2 separate regions of the Muntiacus reevesi genome follow, and region 2 is linked to region 1. Evidence: chromatin contacts called from public Hi-C data. All regions are on one chromosome and are shown on one strand. The core of a region is the stretch at or near the end of the contact, and the rest is flanking DNA. Distances in the headings are between cores, read along the strand shown.

Region 1 (7,401 bases), core at 1,626-4,125:
CAGTCTCTTTGGGTGCAGTAGCACACGGAGTCAAAATTTTGGAATTCAATTCAGCCCTTATCAGCCATTCCTGTTAAAATGTGTTAAAAAATATTTTTACCTAATTCCAAAATGAGAAACACAAACAGCAACAAATGCTATTGGTTAATTTCTTATATCAGGTATTATTCAAATGACTTACAATGAGACAGCTTCTATAAACAGATAAACTGTTTTCCCATTTGATCAAAAATCTTTAATTACTGGGTCAGACAGTAAGATTCAGGCAATGAGTCTGTATGTACACACCAACCTATTTAATTTGAAATCATTGGCTTCCATACTTCAAAGATCTGTGTGTGTGAAACAAAATACATGGTACTACTAACAATGTGTTTATTGCAATCATTCTAACTACTAATAGTACAGAGTAAGTAAAAGGGGCCCGGTAAGATAGAAAACTGAAAATCCTGTAGTCCACTACTGAAGAAAACTCTAAAGATCTGTCCAAGAGATTCATAAAAATGCCTATGTACATCTCTAAAGTCACTTTCTGGTTCAAGACAGGAGATATCAATCTGTACTTAAAATCACTCAATCTTTTTGTAACACACTAGTAATCTAGAAGTCAATAGGCAAACCTCTTATTAAATCAGATGATTCCAAGATGCTAGGCGGTTCTTTTAAAACTTCTTTTTCTTCCTCAATTTTCAATTCTACTTCAGATATGCCATCTTCATCTTGCCTATATGAGACTGACTTCAAAGGGCTAACTAGACCATCTAAAAATAATTTTTAAAATGTGATTAATACGTTTCTAATGCATTTCCAATTTCTTAATCACTATTTGTTCCAGAAATGCATTTTCAGGTTTTTCAAACATCACACATTCTTCAAATTAAATACTCATAAATTTTGGAATATATGAATAAATCTTCCCAAACTATGTTTAACGTATTCATGATGGCAGGGAGGTGGAGAAAGCATAAATCACCTAAAGCTGCTCAATCACATCCGATTAACATAAAAAGACCACATCTAGAGGTGAGTTAAGGAGGATACCTTACTCTGGAGTGTACCTGTTCTTCCCCCATTGCAGATGCAGAAGAAACAACTGGCCTTACTTAGCACTTACTAGCTTTGATCTCCTGTGATGAGGAGAGGCCTACAAGAGGCATTCTGACCTTTGTCTTTTCTGTGACCATCCTACTCTTTACTATAGCAATCTGTATGTTGTTTAAAAATTACAGAAGTAATTCTATTAGATTATAACTATCCAAATGTTTTTTAAACATTAACCTCAAAACTGGCTTAGCAGTAGGAAAGACAACATATTAAGATTTTTTGTTGTTTTTATGATTCAGAAAAAGCATAAAGGTCAATTTGGGGACAAAATTTCTAAAGAAAAGTTTCTTAGAGCTTACGTTTAAAAATGTTCAGACTATTCTTAATAAAGTGTTACTTATCAATCTTTTAAATTCCTTTATGGTCCAATAAACCATCACTTATAAAACATGCAAGCACAGTTAATACAGGCTATTAATTTTCGACAGCCGACTTGGAGAAACGTACAAAACTCGACGGGTATTTACGTCTGAGGGAAAACATCTATAATTTAGTCACTATCTTAAAACTACTCGTCAGCCTCAAATTCTTTTTGGAGGCAAGCTGCTAAAGAAAAAATGAGAAAAACCCCATCTCGTGTCTATTTCGAGACATAAAACCTAACTGACAGCAACGGTTTCTAAATCTTGGCAGTTAGCATCTACTACAGTAAACTCGGTTACTCTATCATATTTTAAAGGGCACAGGGAAATATGGCAGACGGGGCTGAGAGGGAAACTACCAAATGAGGTGTAACTTCTAATTTCTGTAACAGAAATAGCCCCCCCTTTAACGAAGACGTTCACGATCCCATTATTTCCTTCCACCTGCAGCACCACTGGCCTCCACAGATCCTTCCCTGTGAGATCCCCGAGGTTTGTGGAGATGATGCCGTCCCCCACCCTGTACCCGTTTTTACCGCTATACGGGTCTCTCGTTCCTCCCCCCATCTCGGTAAAACTGCCTTCTCCCCCTTAAAAACCATCCCAGTGAAGAATGGCCTCCCCTACTCCCCAGCAAGGAGCATTTTCTTGCTTCTCCTGCGGCAGAAAGATCTGGGCCTCCCTGCACTTACTGCTTTCAGCCTCATCAGGGGCAGAGGCTAGGGACGGGGACAGGGCCGGAGCCTGGGCCAGGGCAGGGGCTGGGACTGGAGCCGAGGCCGGAGTCGGAGCCGAGGCAGGGGCCGGGGTCGAGGCCGAGACCGGAGCCGAATCCGGGGCCGGAGCTGGGACCCGAGCCGAGTCCGGGGTCGGGGTCGGGACCGGGACCTGGGCCACCTCCACCTTCTCCTGGGGCAGCAGCTCCTCCTCCGCCATATTCTCCATAGTTACCGCCTCCCTGCCAGGCCCGCCCGGGGACCAGCAGGGGCTCACGGCGGAGTGAGAGAACTGGCGTGAAAGCCCAGAGGGCCGGATCCGAGAAGTGGGGAAGCAAATGGGGAGGGCGAGATGCGTGCAACAGACAAAAGATGAAGATTCAGTGACCAAATCCAGTCAGCAGAAAAATTAAAAGCCACAGGCAGCGATTCGCGGGCCCGTCCGCTTCCTTTTCCCCGAGGCGTTACGACGCCAGCCCCGACTGCGCAGGAGCATGGTGGGGGACGGCGTCCAATGAGGTCAGAGAGTTCCGTTTCCACGGCGCGTCTTCGTTCTAGCCGTCAACCACCGAACCCAACCAAAACTACAATACCCAGCGTGCACTGCGCCGCCCAGGGCGGAGCGGGGCGGTGGGTGGTCCCAAGGCCTCGGAGGAAGTAAAGGCAAAGCTAAACAAACGCTCCAGAGCTTTCGAGCGCTAGCTGCCATCGGAGCGCAGGACTACATTTCCCAGCGGGCATCGCGCTCGGGGTCCCTCACCCTTGGTTTGGGCGTCCCAAATCGCAACCGGCGCGGGCTCTGGTAAGTAACGTAGGGAAGCCGAGGGGTTAGTTGACGTTTCGGTGGGTACTCTCCCTGCCTCACTCCGGGACCGAAAGAGGGCAGCCGGCGGGACGGACGGAGGATTCGGGGGCCTCTCGAGCCTGGGCGGGGCGACTCTGTGGGCGGACCCGGGGTTTAGCCTGCTCTGTGAAGGGTGTGGTTCTGGCCGGCTCTGCCTTCGGGCTGCCTCTCGCCCCGGGTTGGGTGCGGTGTATTTCTACCTGAGTCCGCGGTTTCTGGGCCGCCTGTCAGTCAGGTGGACTTCGAGATGGGGGTCTGCTCTTCGTTTCGCGCCTTCACCCACACCATGATCTGAACACTCTTTTCCTTTTAATTTAGTTTTAACCTACGTATTCCCCATAGCAGCGCCGCGCTGTGGCTGTAAGATTCCTGTGATGGTGAATTGCGGGGCCCAGGAGTCGGGAGAAGACAATGCTTACATTTAGGCTTTTAATATCCAAAGCTCCTGAATGTGTGGAGCTTCAGGGCACTTGACTGATGCGATTCAGGTTCCTCAAGGCGTCTGTTAAGTTTGCAGGCCTCCGTACTTCTCGTTACTCTCCGAGCCTGCTTGAGTTTAAGGCGCGCTCCTTCAAGCCCACTGCGGGAGGCAAGAGGAATAAAACCTTGTTTTCTGACTACTCTGCCTACACTGGTCCGAATGTTACAGGAAGCAGGAAGGGAGAATCTTCTTTTAGTCTCAGGTATTCGCACTTTCCGTTCGGTTTTCCTAGTTAATAAAGGCGATACTTAATGGTTTTCTTCTTGGTCTGTTTATTTTGTTTGTTTTCAGTACGCAGGGGAGAGCGAGTGTGGCACTTCGAAACTCAAAACAGGAATGTGGTCCTCCCTCCAAGTACTTAGAAAGTATATGTGGAGGGGTTTTCCCCTCCTCTCTTCCCCAGTTAAACAATTTATCCCATGGACGTTTTTGTGAATTGTGATTCTAAAGCCCTCTTAGTGGCCCCATCCACAACTTATAACTAGTATTCTTGGATATGTAACTGCCTCACTGGTCTTAACAGTTAATTAAAAATGGGATAATAACATTATAGTTTGCAGGCATGAGTAGTGGATATTTATGCATCATCTGGGAACCAGTGATGTTTTAATTTGTGAAAGAATGGATGGTTAATTGAAAGCTTGATTTAGGATGTCAATTTCATTAATACCAGCTGAAAACTAGAAGATGAAAAGGGTTAGATTTTTAGTCTGTGTATTGTGTGGAAATTTTAATCAGAATTCCCAAGCACAGTCCCTGCTCTTGAGCCACCCTAAAGAAGGCATCTTCAAAGTTTGAAAAATTATATTGAGTATATTACTCATCTATTGCTGTGTAAGTTGTTCAAAACTTTATGGCTTAAGACAGCCAATACACTTCTTACCCCACAGTGGATATGGGTCAGGAATTCAGAAATGGCTTTCTGGGTGTGTCTGCCTTTGGGTCTCTCATAACATTGCAGTGAGATATTTGCAAAAGATGCTGCCTAGTGGATGCTTCATTAAGGCAACAGGATCAGCTTCAAGGGTGGCCCACTCACATGCCTATAAGTCCATTCATTTTTGGCAAAAGGTTTCAGCTCTTCCTTGGTGGGCTTTTCCTAGGGTTACTTGAATGTCTTCCTGATATGGTGGCTGGTTTTTTCTAGGGTGAACAATTCAAGACAGAGAAAGGCAGAAGCCGCAGTGTGTTACTTGACCTAGCCACATATTATATAAATATATCCTGTTGGTTACACAGGTCATCTCTGCTTATTGGGAGAGGGAACTTCATAAGAGATGGTGGCAGCAGAGATCAGGAGCCAATTGGGAAGCAGGCCAGCACAGGAAATCACTCATTTAGTTTATATTTTGATTTCCATAAAATTGATATGAATGGTACACTAATATAAAACATTTGTCCCAGTACATATATAGGTGTTTTTCTTTTGCTAGTCTACTCTCTGCAGTATTTTTTTTTTTTTTATGATTGTCTTAGGGATAATAGATTCAAATTGGTTTTGTGTGTGTGTGTGTGTGTGTCTGTGTGTGTTCAAAGCACAACATGAAAGGGTTTAAATTGTAAAAGGTAAAATAACCAGCCCATTGCCTCTAAGCAATTTATTTCATGGAAGTTATTGTTTTTCCTTATACCTTTCTCCCCATGGAATGGGATCCTTGGAACAAGAAAGAAAAATGAAGATTATTCCTGTAATCTGGAAGCTTAACTGTGAATTTAATTGTTGCCATGAATTATCTTAAAAGGCAAAATTTCTGGGTAATTTAGAATCTGTCCGTAGAAGTATATGTTGACTATTTTATTAATTTTTATTTATTAGATTTCTGGTCTCAGTATTTTCCTTCTTCCGTATTCTTCAAAACATTCTACAAGTTTGATTTAGTGTAATTGATCATTCTTTTATAGAACTTCACTTACTGTGATCATGTTTGACCAGGTGTACTTGTAATTGCTTGGTAGTCTTTGTTATGTTCTTAGCATCAATACTTATCACTCTGTGTGTGTGTGTTGTGTGTGTGTGTTAGTTGTTCAGTCATGTCTGACTCTTTGCGACCCCATGGACTGTAGCCTGCCAGACTCCTCTTTCCATGGGATTATCAGGCAAGAATACTAGAGTGAGTTGCCATTCCCTCTCAAGGGGATCCTCCTGACCCAGGGATCGAACTCTGGTCTCCTGCATTGCAGGCTCATTCTTTACCGTCTCTGTGTCACATGGAAGTGCTGTACACATCACTAGCAGCAATAAACTCTCCTTTGGACTTTGCTTGTGGATGGACCTCTTTATATCTTCTTGCCTCAGCAAATCTGGTGATGTTCCCAATCTCTGGCCTCTGTGTTCCAGTACAGGCTGATTATATATACTATCTTTGAAGTGCTTATAACCATTGGGGATGACTGTGTGTAGTTTTCCTTCTTTCTTTTTCTTTTTGTCACTAACAACAGTACAGACTTGATCCAGACCCAGGCTAGAAAAGGGAGACTGGGATCAGAAATGGACAGAGGGACTGCAAGGAGCAAGAGTTGGAAGTGACTCAGAATGAACAGTCACTATTCTGGGAAAGAAAAATTCACCTACTCATTTACTCAGAAGGCATTTATGAACACCTCCTAAAATTTCAATACTGTGTACTCTTCAAGAAGCTCAGTGTCTAGCAGAAAGACAGTTGCTGAAGCCAGTATTTTTTTAGACTCTACTGTGTACTGTCTTGTACAAGGTGCTTTTACATCCATAGTTTCATTTGAGTTTTTAAAAAACCCTCTCGGATGGGTTATCTCTAGTTTACATATAGTGGAGCTAGGACTCAGAAAATGTGTGTGTTTTGCCCAGCGTCTCACTCAATGAGATGTGGAGGGTGTGTTGAGAAAAGGAAGACTTAATCACTAATGGGTTTTGAGGTGTGGGTGGGGCAAAGTATAATAGTCCTGCAGGCAATTGAAAATGGGAATGTGATGCTAGAAAGGGAAGTTTGCCTTAAAGGCATACTTTTGAGAGTCTTTCTTAAAAGATCACCATCCCCACACTGATGGAAGGGAACAGATCATGAGGCAGAATATAAGTAAAGTGGAACAATGAGACAATCCTATCATGTTGAGAATCAGTAAAATACACAAATTATTTTATAAAACTCCAATCTTTAAGAAACTGAAAAAAGTACGATTTCTAATGTTTTTGTTATGGCAGTGATTTAAAAAAAACAAACAAACCCACACACATAATGTGTTTTTGATGTTTATTTTAGCTTTGCAAAATGTCCAACAAAGAATCTTGTGGAAAAAAGGAGAAGTCTCGGAGAAAAGGCACCACCCCATCATCCAATATTGATGAAGTAAGAATTTTGACTTATTGATCTAAAGATACCCTGTTTAAAAGTTTTATTTTTGCATGATGAAAAAAATACACCTCAGTTTTAAAACAAGTTATGTAAATATTTTGTTCTTCTGAGGGAGAAAGAGTCAGAAAGGACTTTCCTTACATTTGTTTTTCTTTACTTACGTTATTTTATTTATTCCTCTCAACTCTATGAGGTAGGTACTATTATTATCCCAATTATACAAATGAAGAAACTGAGGCTTGGCAGTATTCTTTTTGGCTCTTTCTCCTCTTAAACTATATTCTTGTAAGTGCCCAGCCTCAGTTTTCTTAATGTGGTAAATTGCAGTTACATTCTTTAAGTTGCTTGGACCAAAACCCTGGTCATCATGCTCTGCCTGCGTCCCATCTATCAGCTGAGTGTGACTACCACTCCCACTGCTATCACCATGATCCAGGCAAACAGCTTGCTTTCTACCTTTGCCTTCTTGTGTTCTCAACGTAACAGGCAGAGTGATCCTATTAAAATGTTAAATCATGTCACTCTTCTGCTTAATATTTTCTAGTGATTTTCCACTTTAGAGAAA
Region 2 (7,401 bases), core at 1,948-4,447, 1.2 Mb after region 1:
ATACACTTTCTGAAATTTTCTTCCACTAAAACACATATTATGTACTAGTGGTTTAATGAACAATTATTACTATTTCCAAGTTAAACAACTGGCTTGTTAAAAGAAGAAAAATCCTGCTAATTTAGTCTAAATTTTCAATATAGTTTTAATGTTATTTACAGCCTTCTAAACTTACAAATTCAGAATAAACTACAAAAACAAACAAAAAAGTGTGTCTATCTAGGTTTATCCCCATCTTCTCCTCCCTCTCCCCTTCCCAGATTTCATATAGGAAGCTGTGATCAGTCATTTTCTTGAAATTTTTTAGCACTACTGCTCTACAAACCTTTTATTTTCCATGCCAAGATAAAACAATGTAGAGGTGATGAGTCATATACAGCTACTCAATAACTATTTATACTCTCATTACAAATACTAACATACCATCATATGTATATGTCACATTTTAAAAATGAGATGTGCCAAAATTAGCCAAAAAGAATTTCAACTCATACAGCCAGTGGGCATGGACTCAGTTAAGAAGACTAATGCTTCAAGTTTTCTCTTGATTATTAGCTTTTTGCATTCCCAATCAAATTAAAATCCAGCTATATCTAATAATATTATGATGTCCCTACTCTATAAGATCTTCCTACATTTGCTTTTTTTCTACTGCAAACAAAGCACATAAAACACATCATCTTCCAGATCTTATGTATTTTCAGGACTTAGTGATATCAGAAAACTTATCATGAAGAAAACTGGCTGCTCAGCTTTCAAGGAAATTACATTCTTAGATTTAAAAATATTTATAAAAATTATAATGAGAGCTAAAACACAAATATTATAATGGAATGAATAGGCTTTAATTTTTCAACATAAAAATAATCAAGTCACTCTGTTTTTCAGTTGCATAGTGCTTTAGCCTTTTCAAAATACTTTCATACACACCTCATTTGACATATACAACTGTTGGAAGTAGACAGACAAGCGGTCCTAGTCATTTTGTAAACAATAAACACTATCACGATTTATATGATAAAAGAGCTTTTAACATAACAGCAGTCAGAACTAGAACCCACACCTCCTGACCAACAAGCCCTGTACTCTTTCAATATCTTTACCGCTGAGTGAAAAAAAATCCTAATATTACCATAAATTAAGAACAATCAATATTTTCATATACAGTAATTAAATATTTTCAAAGCGTCTAAAGGAGTAGCCAACCTCAATACCCCAAGAATAATAGAAAGACCTAATTAAATACTTACTGAGCTTCTCTAGCTCAAGCCGCAAGCTCTGACACTCTCGGGTTTCATTCACAAGTCTCTCCTGACTGTGGGACAGTCTCTTCTCAATCTCAAAGTACTGTTGTTCTACAGATGATTAGAGGACAAAAAGAAAAAATCAAGCACACACATGTACACTGTCAACATTGCTACTTATTTTTAATAACCTTGATTTTAAGATTTAGGACATAATATTGGAACCCACACTCCATATAAGAACGAATCTGAGTAAAGACAAATGTATGGTAAAGGACTTCAACGCAACATTTCCAGTTGACGTATACGTATATGACAAAAGAAAATAAAGCCTGAATGCGGTTTCAACAAATAATTTTTATGTTTACTCCACAAGATTATGAAATTCCTCAAGGCTGGCAACATGTCTTATTTATCATGGTATTTCCCCCACACATCAACTGACTTCTTAGCATAAAGCAACCCCTTCCCCCAAAAAAATTAAATGGAGAAAAAAAATCATTTTGGTTAATAACCGCTTTGTTTTAAAAAGGCTTGTATTAAAATAGCCAAAATAACATCTGAACAGACAAAATTACTAAATTTATGTAAAAATATTTGCTAACTTTCCAAGGGAAGCAACTGATAACATACTGCTCAGCAAAGTATCAGTCACATAGAAGACATTCAATATTTATTGTGCAAATTAACAAATAGAATGCAGGGTACTATATTCAGTGTTGGGATTCAGATAATTTTCAACATCAGTTCTGCTCGACAATTACAACTATTTTCTGTTTTTTTTAAACAAAAACTTACTTAAGGAGTTTCAATCCACTTAGCAAAACCAGTTACAATCCCCACCCCAACCTACCCCCAAAAAACTGGTAAACCAAGACACACAAACGGTTTAATTTTCAACATCAATTCTGTATCGACATTTTACCACTGGTAATTACTATGATCGTAATCTTTCTTAAACGTTGTTCGTCACTATGTCAGCAACTTTCTTATTTGTGGGTTTACTACAGTTATTTGTAAACAGATCTTAATATATTTTCGATCAAACTTCAATTTTTAGAGAGAAGTCAGATATATTAAACATACTGCACGTCTGCTGTGGTTCCAGGGCTGTCTTAGGCACCTACTCGTTTTTTGTGCACATTTAGTTCATCACAGCACCAAAGCGACACAGTCAGAACAAACGCAAGAAGTTATCAATTAGCCAAAGGCCTCTGAACATAGACTACTAGAAAACAGAAAAACTACTGTCCTTCAACGTGCAACAGACAGACAGGCTTAGAAGAGTCAAGAATTGCACACTCTCAGAGACTCAAATCACCACAATGGGTTTGCTGGACAACGTTAGCTTTTCCTAAATGAGACCACTCTAATAACAAAGAAAACGAAACTCCAATGTAGAGTCAGAGTTAAAAAACAAAAAGGTTCTTTCGTATCAAACCGGGAGAGGGGGTAGTTGAGAGAAGGCCTACGGTGCCCACCGAGCCGGGGAAGCGATGCCACCAGGGAAGCTGTGGGCAGAGCGAGCTTGCAAGGGGAGACCAGCCATCGCTGTGGAGTCGGGCCCAGAGAGCAGGGCGGGAAGAGCGCCGCACTTACCGCTCTCCACCTTAAATTTCTCGTGCCGTCCCTTCAGGCCGTCGATCTCGGACTGCTGGTCAGCAAGGAACTTCTCAAGTTTGTTCTGGACGGACTTAGGCAGCTTGTTCAGCTCCGTGCGCTCCAGGACCTGCTGCAACACCGCCGCCATGTCGACTGGGCCGGGCACCGCGGCAGCAGCGGTCGACGCGGCAGAAACAGAAAAGAAAGGCGAAGACCCAGAGGACCCAGAAGCCTGGGCGGCCGCCTCGACCTCCTCACCCGGTGGCTCGCGCGCGCCCGCCCGCCGGAGACTCCCGCGGCGGGACCCTGGGAAATAGAACTCTGTGTTAGCCGCGGCACTAGACGCGCCACAGCGCCCGCGCTCGCAATGCGCGCGCAGCCGCCGGAAGCTGTGCACCCTGGGAATCCGAGTTCAGAGGCAGCCTCTGACCCTGTTCAGCCAGGCCGCTATCCAGCTTTCTCTCACCCTCCTCTCCGCCCAGCTTCAAGCCGCGCAGGCTTCTGGGAAACGTAGTTTTTTCCAATCCCTTCCGTGAGTCCTATGCCGCACCACCCATTTCACTTCCTTCTTTCACCCCCGGCCCCCTACTCTCGCCTGCGCGTGGACCACTCCTCCGCGAGGTGGCGCCACAACGTACTCGTCAACCTACGTTCCTACCCGAAGAGCAAGGCAACCTCACCGTCAAAGCTTCGGGATGCCATGGGTCGTCCTCTTTGGCGGTTTCTAGACACTGAGCCACTAGAGGGCATCGGTCTTGGCAGGGCCAGACAACAGTCACTGGGCTACTGCCACGCTCTCAATGGCGCCCAGAAGGGGGCGGGGTGGCGACCGCAGTAGCTGGCTGAGGTGCTGCTCTGGTAAAAGTTGGAGGGGGGGGGGGTCAGCTTACGTCATCAATCCGCGCCACCTGACTCCAGAGACCCTGGGTTTGGAGTGGGAAGTGAGGTGAGGGAAGTCCGTCGCTTTCTGATGAATTCACTGACTGTGGAATTGGGACTGGAGGGGCACCTGGTCCCTGGAGTCTTATACTTATACGCTAACCCCCTTCTCTGTCAGGGGGTCTGACAGTTCGTCAGATTTGTCTGCCACGTGTGCACAGTCTGAGTACAGGTGAGTCAGCTTGAGGGTGGAATTTGTGTGTGTGTGTGTGTGTGTGTGTGTAATGTGTGCGCTCGGACACAGCTGCCTTTTCAAGGAGGAAAAGAAAAGGAGAGACAGTAAGAAGCATATGGACGGACACTCCTACACAGCACAGATCCCCTTTGGAGACTTGTCTTACCTAGGTGTTTTTGTTTGTTTTGGGTGGTAGGGGTGGGCAACAGTGATTTAACAGAAACGTAAGGAGTTCCGTTTATTTCCAGGAAGAAACCAAGAGGAGTTTGAGTGTTGCTTTTATTTGTATGTTTTAAGGTAACGTTGCGGAAAATGTTGCCTTGTGTCTATATTGTTAAATTGAAAAACTATCGGAGCAGAAATTTTTAAATACATTCTTGAGAACCATTTCTCCTGACACCGTAACAGAACAATTTGTTTCCAGATTGTAATTCGATGGCTTCTAAGCTGAATCTGGGAATTGTTTCATGTTTGATTATTCTTGAAAAGAATTTGGTAAATTCTTTATTGAAAATGAGGCATTCCTAATGTCGTACTCCCACCTTTGAGAATACCAGTAAGGAGCTTCTTTCAGATTTCTTTCCCCTCAGATATTCTGTGTGTGTTAGTCACTCAGTCGTGTCTGACTCTTTGTGACCCAGTGAACTGTAGCCCACCAGGCTTCTCTGTCCATGGGATTCTCCAGGCAAGAATACTGAAGGGGGATGCCATTTCTTTCTGCAGGGGATCTTCCCGACCCAGGGATGGAACCCATGTCTCTGGCTTGGCAGTCAGATTCTTTATCACTGAGCCACCTGGGAAGCCCGTATTATGTCCTAGGCCCACAATATCATCATTATTGATCTACTATTTGGAAAACACCGATGTCCTATACTTGAACTTAGAGAATTCTAAAATTAGGTTTTCAGACCTGCTATCATCCAAATTCTTTATTTTGAAGACTAGCAAACTAGAGTCCAGGAAAGTTGAGTGATTTCAATCAGCTTTGGAACAACTTCTAAAGCTTCTGCTGATATGCAGCATTTCAGGAAAAGTTGACCTGTGTAAGAGAAGATCTGCATTTTTAGTATTACCCTTTATTACAGTATGATTGGCAATGTTTAAAATATTTGAAGGAGCACTAAAGGAAAAAAAAATATCCAGCAGTCAACTCGATTTCATAACCCAAAGATTCTCATCTTCCTATTGCATTCAGTTTCTTACATATTAACATAGCTAGTATATGATACTAGAAAAAGTAACGTGAGAAAATTACATATCATAACCTTGGAGTGACTACCATTGTTATTTCTTGTAAGAATTAAGAATTATTTAGGGCAGAAAGAAAGGAGTAGACTAGCATGAGAAGTAGAAGAGTTTTAATACACAGAGTTGCATAACTTAAGGCGCTAAAGGTGAAAAGCTCCTTAACTTTATAAAGGCACTAATGATTATTAAGAACTAAAGTCTAAGAACTAAAGACTGTTCTAGATTTAGCAAATATATATATGTGCAAATCTGAGAGCTAGGAAGAAATTTAATGCATTTTGAGACAAAACGACGAAAAAAAAAATAGACAATCTAATAGGCCATTTCAAACCAGAACCAATTCTCTGGGGTTTACTTTTAGAATAATGCAAAATCATTGTGACTGGCAGTTTATTTTACTGGTGTTAGATAAGACACCCCAGCACATCTAGAATTGCCTGGGCTTTGTTGCCTCGAATAAGATTGGAATTTCTTTGCAGGTAATGACTGTTACCTATATTCAGAATGTTGCTACTGTGTTTCTTCAGAGTCTCTATGGCTCTTGTTAGGTTTTTGGAATCATGTCTTTTTTTTTTCCTGTGTACATGTGTGTGTGTGTGAATATTAAATGTTACCATATGTTAAATACTTAGAACTATGCCTTAGACGAGTGAAAGCTCTGCATGTTTTTGTTATTATTACTTTGCTTTTGTTTACTTCCATCATTCTAGTTGTATTCTGAGTCACTCAAGGACAGAGACCAAGTATTACTCATCTTTGTGCCATCCCACGTTAGTACAGTTTTTAGCACATAGTAGGTCTGGCACCCCACTCCAGTACTCTTGCCTGGAAAATGCCATGGATGGAGGAATCTGGTAGGCTGCCGTCCATGGGATTGCTAAGAGTCGGACACGACTGAATGACTTCACTTTCACGCATTGGAGAAGGAAATGGCAACCCACTCCAGTGTTCTTGCCTGGAGAATCCCAGGGACGGGGAAGCCTGGTGGGCTGCCGTCTATGGGGTCACAGAGAGTCAGACACGACTGAAGCGACTTAGCAGCAGCAGCAGTAGCAGGTCTCCATAGTGTGCTTCTTGAATGCATACATTTGATTTTCCTTACCTCTCATTGAGCAACTCAGAGATTATCACCTTTTCTGTTTTAGAAACTAACACAGAGAGGCTCAGCAATAAATTACCAAAGATGATACAACCAAGGAGTGGTCGATTTAAATAAGAAACCTGGTGTGTGGCTTACTAGCTTAGTGTTCTCTTTATCTGAGATATGTGAGTGATAGTCGCTCAGTCATGTCAAACTCTTTGCAACCCCATGGACTATAGCCCACAAGGCTCTTCTGTCCATGGAATTCTTCAGGCAAGAATACTGGAGTGGGTTGCCATTTCCTTGTCCATATCTTCTGAGATAGGAGAGTAGGCTTATTGCTCATGTCAATTGTAGTTGATTGGGAGTCATTTCCTGCAACTCTCCGTTGAGAATTAGAATTTTGCAAGAAAGAGTACCCTATTGAGTAAGCAGTCACTGCAAGGTTTGGGATATTGTCAGGTTAGTACAGTTTCTCTATATTACCCCAATGAGAAAAGCCATTGCAAATTCTGGTTTTTGCCTAAACATGCTGTATATTTTTTTCTTGTAATTTAGGAAGTTGAATTAGTTCTTAATAATGGGAAGAACCTACATTGTAGAAGAGGCTGTTGGCCAGTATCTTTCAAACATCAATCTCCAGGGAAAAGCTTTTGTCTCTGGCCTTTTAATTGGACAGGTATGTATCTTTTCTTGTGCATTTATTGATGAAACTAATTTGTTTACTTTAAAATATTCTGTTTAATAGTAAACCCAGTTTAGGTGATGGAGGGATGTAATGAAGAAGAATGTAACCCAGGTTTGCTCAAGTCAGAACACATTCCCTTTTGATAATGTCAAAGTAACTTATAAGGTAAAAATTCCAAAATTAGGATTTTACTGACCAGGTTATTCATATTTCATTGTCTTTTCAAAGTGATTTTTACTCCCCTCTAATCTTTAATTCCAGGTTGTCCAATTCTTTACAAAGTAACTTTTGACAGTTTTATTTTGAGTTTGTCTTATCTCAGACCTGAGGTACAGGTCGTATATTTTATTACGTACCATGGTACCCATTAACTGAATTTTTTTTTTTTAAATATTGATTCAATGGAGAGGGAGAGACGGGATGG

The links. Hi-C and Micro-C count contacts between places; a contact is called where the count stands out from the background.
Region 2: a contact with region 1 is called in a Hi-C map of blood, with 3 times the contacts expected there. The contact joins the promoter of TPR here to the promoter of SWT1 in region 1. A contact is called at or near these places in 2 of 3 Hi-C or Micro-C datasets (blood and muscle).

What each region holds. Positions count from the first base shown.
Region 1 is chr5:111,343,691-111,351,091 of mMunRee1.1, forward strand. SWT1 (SWT1 RNA endoribonuclease homolog) reads left to right here and starts at 2,876. Exons shown (of 18, transcript XM_065936200.1): 1 at 2,876-2,984; 2 at 6,744-6,830. The coding sequence starts at 6,753. TRMT1L (tRNA methyltransferase 1 like) reads right to left here and starts at 3,042. Exons shown (of 15, transcript XM_065936204.1): 1 at 2,943-3,042.
Region 2 is chr5:112,584,409-112,591,809 of mMunRee1.1, forward strand. TPR (translocated promoter region, nuclear basket protein) reads right to left here and starts at 3,198. Exons shown (of 51, transcript XM_065936212.1): 1 at 2,844-3,198; 2 at 1,251-1,355. The coding sequence starts at 2,994. ODR4 (odr-4 GPCR localization factor homolog) reads left to right here and starts at 3,769. Exons shown (of 14, transcript XM_065936214.1): 1 at 3,769-3,957; 2 at 6,848-6,968. The coding sequence starts at 6,870.